Regions from separate parts of the Mus musculus genome. Here region 2 is linked to region 1. Evidence: chromatin contacts called from public HiChIP or PLAC-seq data. All regions are on one chromosome and are shown on one strand. The core of a region is the stretch at or near the end of the contact, and the rest is flanking DNA. Distances in the headings are between cores, read along the strand shown. Region 1 overlaps Slc7a6 (solute carrier family 7 (cationic amino acid transporter, y+ system), member 6). Region 2 has its middle 12 kb from the start of Gm34026.

What was found. HiChIP or PLAC-seq counts read pairs in DNA pulled down with a chosen protein or histone mark.
Region 2: a contact with region 1 is called in a FOXA1 HiChIP or PLAC-seq map of pancreatic cancer cells. The contact joins two enhancer-like sites. A contact is called at or near these places in 4 of 115 datasets of contacts at active chromatin or transcription factors (bone marrow-derived macrophages, embryonic stem cells, microglia and 1 more).

What each region holds. Positions count from the first base shown.
Region 1 is chr8:106,190,527-106,193,142 of GRCm38.p6, reverse strand. It overlaps Slc7a6 (solute carrier family 7 (cationic amino acid transporter, y+ system), member 6), which reads right to left. Exons shown (of 10, transcript NM_178798.4): 4 at 660-804. Among named protein-coding and RNA genes, the nearest start is that of Slc7a6os, 19 kb to the left of the region's middle. Within about 2 kb of position 1,317, at least 26 of the 459 cell types and tissues checked have an H3K27ac peak or open chromatin away from gene starts, as enhancers often do. A contact at or near this core is called in pancreatic cancer cells, where this site is marked.
Region 2 is chr8:106,386,513-106,389,128 of GRCm38.p6, reverse strand. No RefSeq gene overlaps it. Among named protein-coding and RNA genes, the nearest start is that of Gm34026, 12 kb to the left of the region's middle. Within about 2 kb of position 1,313, at least 17 of the 459 cell types and tissues checked have an H3K27ac peak or open chromatin away from gene starts, as enhancers often do. A contact at or near this core is called in pancreatic cancer cells, where this site is marked.

The DNA of each region.
Region 1 (2,616 bases), core at 68-2,567:
ACAAGTGAAATAAGACTACCTAGAACCAAGCTCTGCTGAGAATCAAAAGCCATCCAGCACCCCCTGGAATTTTCCTAACATTTAACAGTTCACTGGCTGCCAGCTCTCTGAGATGAGCTCCTCTTCTCTGTATGCCTCAGGGCGGGTAAGCTTCCCATGTTCCTGGGCATTTTCCACTGAGAAAGAAGAGCACTTTCCCTGAGAAGGGACTCACGATGAGTTTATCCAATCTCATTAGGTCCAATGAGCCACATGTGGCTTTCTAACCTTCTTGCATCTGTGATCTCAGGATAAATGCAAGGAGCAACATCCTCTAGAAGCTAGAGGTTAGTCTGGTGATCTGGTAGGCCAGAGACAGTCTCAGCACCACAGGGCTAAAGCCTGCCACCTCAGCCCTAGCTGGGTCTGCTGCTGCCCACTAAAGACCTCTCCTCTTTAGTGGACCCTGGATGCTCTCCAATGGAACATGAGGGTGAGAGCCAGGGCTTTCCCACATTCACTCACTCCCATCCTAGCCCCCAACCCCTCCTAACTGGAGAAGGGGAGCAGGGAGAGGATGAGGGGAGGGGAGGTCGAGGGAGGAGCTATGGGAACAGGGCAACTGCGCCCACCATCAGCAGGAGTTCCAGCCAAGTTGGAGAGTGTGATCTCGCCTTTACCTTTCTGGGTTTTTGATTTCTTCTGTTACAAAATTAAGGGTGTCCCAACCTGAGTAAGAGAAGAGGGCAGAGTACAGGGCAAGAGAGAGGTCTCCCACATTCCACGAGGAACCTTTAAAGGCGTCCTGAAAGTGCTCAGTGTGTCCTGTGGGGCAAAGACGGGTGGGAGACCAGGCAAAAGAGAAGGGAGATAGAAGGAATGTGAAGAACAGAAAGAATACAGAGGGAGAATTAAAAAGATGAAACAAAAGGAGAAAAAAGAAGAGAGACAAAAAACAGGGCAGGGGAAGAAAAAAAAACATTATTTAATACGAAAGGAGCAATAACCAAAACCTCCCCACATTCACTGCCCCATCTAAAACTAGGTAATCAAGAAAGCAAAAGCAGCCCGGCTGCACTCTGAAGGGACACTTCTTCCAGGGCCCTAAGGAATGTCCATTTCCCAGAGGTGACCTCAGCTCTTCTTCCTATTTTGATGTCACTGGTCATTTCACACAGAGGAGTAATTTCCACTCACAATCAGACCCAGCACAAAGTCTGGGCTCAGATCACTGTATGATTTAGACATGTGGTTCTATCAGTCTATTTGCAGTGGGTGCGGTGTGGCTGTCTGGGGCCGGAAATCTAGGGCTACAGAGTAAGCCAGGTCTTATCTCATAGTGAGCCAACCCCACCCTTCAGAGCAACAAACCAAGACAGAGTGATTCGTCACCTTTCCTGGGGGCCTCTGGGGACCGCAAATAGAAAACCTACCTAGCTTCTCAAGACAGACAAGCAGACAGCATGGAGTTTTGAACAGGAGTCGGCCTCCTAAAGGGCTTGTCATCACCCCCTGAAGAAAGCCTAGACTTAGAGTAGAAAGAAGGCTCGGTGGCCAACCCCTTGGAACTCCAGGGAGATCTGACACCCTCTTCTGGCCTCAGGACCCACACACATGTGGCATATTCACACGAACAATATATATATATATATTAATTTTTACATATATATGTGTGTGTGTGTGTGTGTGTGTGTGTGTGTGTGTGTGTGTGTGTAATAGAAAGGTTACACCCAGAACTCAATGTGGCAAAAAGGTGTAGGTGTGCAGCAAGAGCTTCCATGGGGTCTCAGTGGTTCTCTAAGGCACACATTGCAGAGAAGGATTACTCAGTAGCCCAATTTTACTATAAGATGCTCCTGAGACTCCAGTGACATCTAGATGCCTAGCTGTAGTCACTTGCCCAAAGCTGTGTTTTTATGAAGTGTATTAGGCAATTCTTAGGCAGGAACTTTATGCACTAGTACCAAGTGACTACAGCCAGGCATCCAGATGTCCTTGGAGTATCAGGTCCTTAGGACCAAACACACATAAGAATCTTTTAATTTTTGATTCAAACTAACAGGTCTGAGATGAAGGCTCAGCTCCCTAGGTGACTGTAAATACTGCCATGTTTAGGGGCTGGTAACAGAACACTGGCTGTTAAATGAGCAAGATGCCCTTTGTCAAAGGCTTTAGGATAGCCTGGAAAGCCCACCAGTGTCTCTGATCAGTCTGCTCTGATCCCAGAATGAAAACCTTTCAAGAGCCAATAAGTAGCTGGATATGGTGGTACATGTCTTTAATCACAGCTACTGGACAACATGCTAAATTACAGGCCAGCCCAAAATATAGTTCAAGACATTATCTTTAAAAAAGTTTTTAAAAATTTTAAATTAAAAGGACTAGGGATGTGGCTGAGTGGTAGAGTCTAATATAGCACACATAAAATTCTGGTTCCATCCTCAGCAAAAGTTAAAAAGAAAAGAAAAGAAAAAAAAAGGGGGGGGGGCTGGTGAGATGGCTCAGTGGGTAAGTGCACCCGACTGCTCTTCGACTGCTCTTCCGAAGGTCCGAAGTTCAAATCCCAGCAACCACGTGGTGGCTCACAACCACCCGTAATGAGATCTGATGCCCTCTTCTGGTGCGTCTGAAGACAGC
Region 2 (2,616 bases), core at 64-2,563, 200 kb before region 1:
TGTGGTCCAGCTAGTCCAACAATGACTGTCTTGCAGTAGAAGGTCCAGGAATCCAGTGTTGTTCAGCCCACAAGGCTGTGTGCCTCAGCTGATCTTCAGTGTATACCAGACTCCTGAAGAAGCAGGTTCCAATGCCAGTGAGGGCAAGAGCAAGCAGGTGAAGAAAGCTTCTTTCTTTCGTGCCCTTTATATAGGCTGCCCGCAGAAGGGGTGCTCCAGATTAAAGGTGGATCTTCCCATCTCAAAAGATCTGGATTAAAAGTGGGTCTTCCCACATCAAATGATTTAATTAAGACAAAAATTCCTCACGGGTATACCGAGCTGCTAGGGTTCTGGTTAATTTCAGATGTAGTCAAGTTGAGAACCAAGAACAGCCATCTTGGTGATCACTTCCTCCAGGTAAGTTCTGCTTCTGCACATTTCCAGAACCTTCCAAAACAGCACCCCTAACCCCCAGCTGGAGATCCAGTGTTCAAAATATGAACACATGGGCAATATTTCACATTCAAAGCATAGCCCAGAGTCTGAGGATGGCTCAACAGGTAAAGGTACTTGCTGCTAAGACCGCTGACCTGATTTTGATCACATGGCTGACACAGAGGACCGCTGAAACTTATCCTTTGGCCTCTACACGCACAGTGTGGCACATGCATGCTCACACTTACACGTGGACTCGGACACAAAGTAAAACAGATAAACTGTAAACAAAACAACGGAAACCATAGCACACATAAACGTTGGAGAGGGAGGGGTCCACAGAGGTTAAGCCCAGCTCCTCTCTACTCTGAATGTAGAGATGTTTGGTGATGGAGGATATAAGCCACATCCAGAGAATAAGTTGCTCGGCAGCTCTTGCATGGGAGGAGCTGGGGTAGTGGTTAGCAGCTGGCAGGGACAGATCAAATCGGCCTTGGGGATTAAGGCCTGGGGACAATGAGCAGCATAGGTTGCCAGGGATCCCATAGCTTGACTGTTCAGGCTAGTTCTAAAAGTGTGGGTAAGGCACGGGAGTGGATAGAGATCTGCAGAGATCCAAACAAGGACAAGGGGTAGAGCTGGTAACGGAAGCATGGGATGGCATGAAGTTAGGGAAATGAAACCCGTGGGCATGGTATATCGGTCCCAAGGCCTCATATTGCCCCAGTGAGTCATGGGAGAGCTGAGCACCTCCTGGATGACAAACCTCTGGCTGGGTCTGGCCACTTGTCCTCCCACTGATTCACAAATGGCCTTTGAGCTGGAGATGGTCACCCCACACAGTCACGAGGAGGTTGGTTCAGAGGTTCACAGTTAATTCTCTCAATCCACTAAGCTGTGTGGTAAAACTACCAGGTCTGAGGCTCCAGTCTGTTCTGGGTCGGGGCACTGGGCCACACCATCTTGGGTCTACAGATGGAAGCATTGGTCCTGGGGAAGGAGGATCATAGGTGACCAGTTATATAACCTCCTCAGGTACCGAGAGAGGGAACGTTTAAAGCCAGAGCATCGCCAAGCATCCTGACAACACAGGAAGGCACCAGACGTGGGATGTAGGAAGGAGAACTCTGTTATGGTTCCAGTGTAAAATGTCTTCCCTAGACTCACATGTTTGAGCACATGGTCCCCAGCTGGTAGCACTGTTTTGGGAGCTTATGGACCCTTTAGGAGGGGCTTCACACATCACTGGTGGGCAGGCCTTGGGGTTAATAAGCCAGTTATTCTTCTGGCCCAGCTGTCTGTTTTCTGTTTTGCTGAGCTGTGAGCTGAGGATTCCAAGCTGTATATGTGAGCCACCCACTGCCATGCCTTTCCTGCCGTGACAGATTGATCCCACCTTACACCTTAAGCCCAGACATGCTTCCCCCTCCTTAAGTTTCTATGTCAGGTATTTGGCCAGAGATCCTGTTTCACAGGTGAGCAGAGCCCTTGGCTGAGGCCTCTCTCTGAGCAGAGGAAAGAGAAGGATAGTCAGGGAAACGCTGATCCTGCATGCGTTGCTATCCTCACCTAGTGGGACCACAGCCCTTTAGCCTGCCCTTGTGGTGACGCTGCTAGTCTCCCAAGCTGGGAATCTGCTTTTGTTATCCTTTAAGATGGGGTCACATCCTCTATCCTTGATAGAGCGGGGCCAGGGCAGTGCTGGACCACAGGGACTCAGGCCAGATCTTTGGAATAGCTTTCAGGCCTGCTGCCCTACAGGCAGCCGACTGAGGGGTTTGAACTTGCTCTACCAGCATCCCACCAGACACAACCTTGTCACATGCACAGACCACAGAGACACAAATCTCTTTGTTTTGCTCAGTTTAAAAGATGTTTGGCCATGTTTCACAATGAGAAATGCCAGGCCACCCTCCTGCAACAAATCTGTGTGCCAGAAGATGTTCAGATGCAGCTCAGTGCCCTACTGTGGTAATATTTTGCCCTGACTGTCCATGGAAGGCAGAGACTTTGCGCTGCAGACACAGTTGTTTTTCTCTTGGCCTGGGCATCCCAGGCTCCCCTGTAGCCCATGGATATTGCTAAACAGAAAAGGAGATGAGGCAGCAGTTCCTTGGGCCTTCAGGGACACAAGAATGGGGATCTTTGGCAAAGTGGGTCTTCAGCCTTTCCTGCTTTTAAGTTCAATTTATTGTGTTG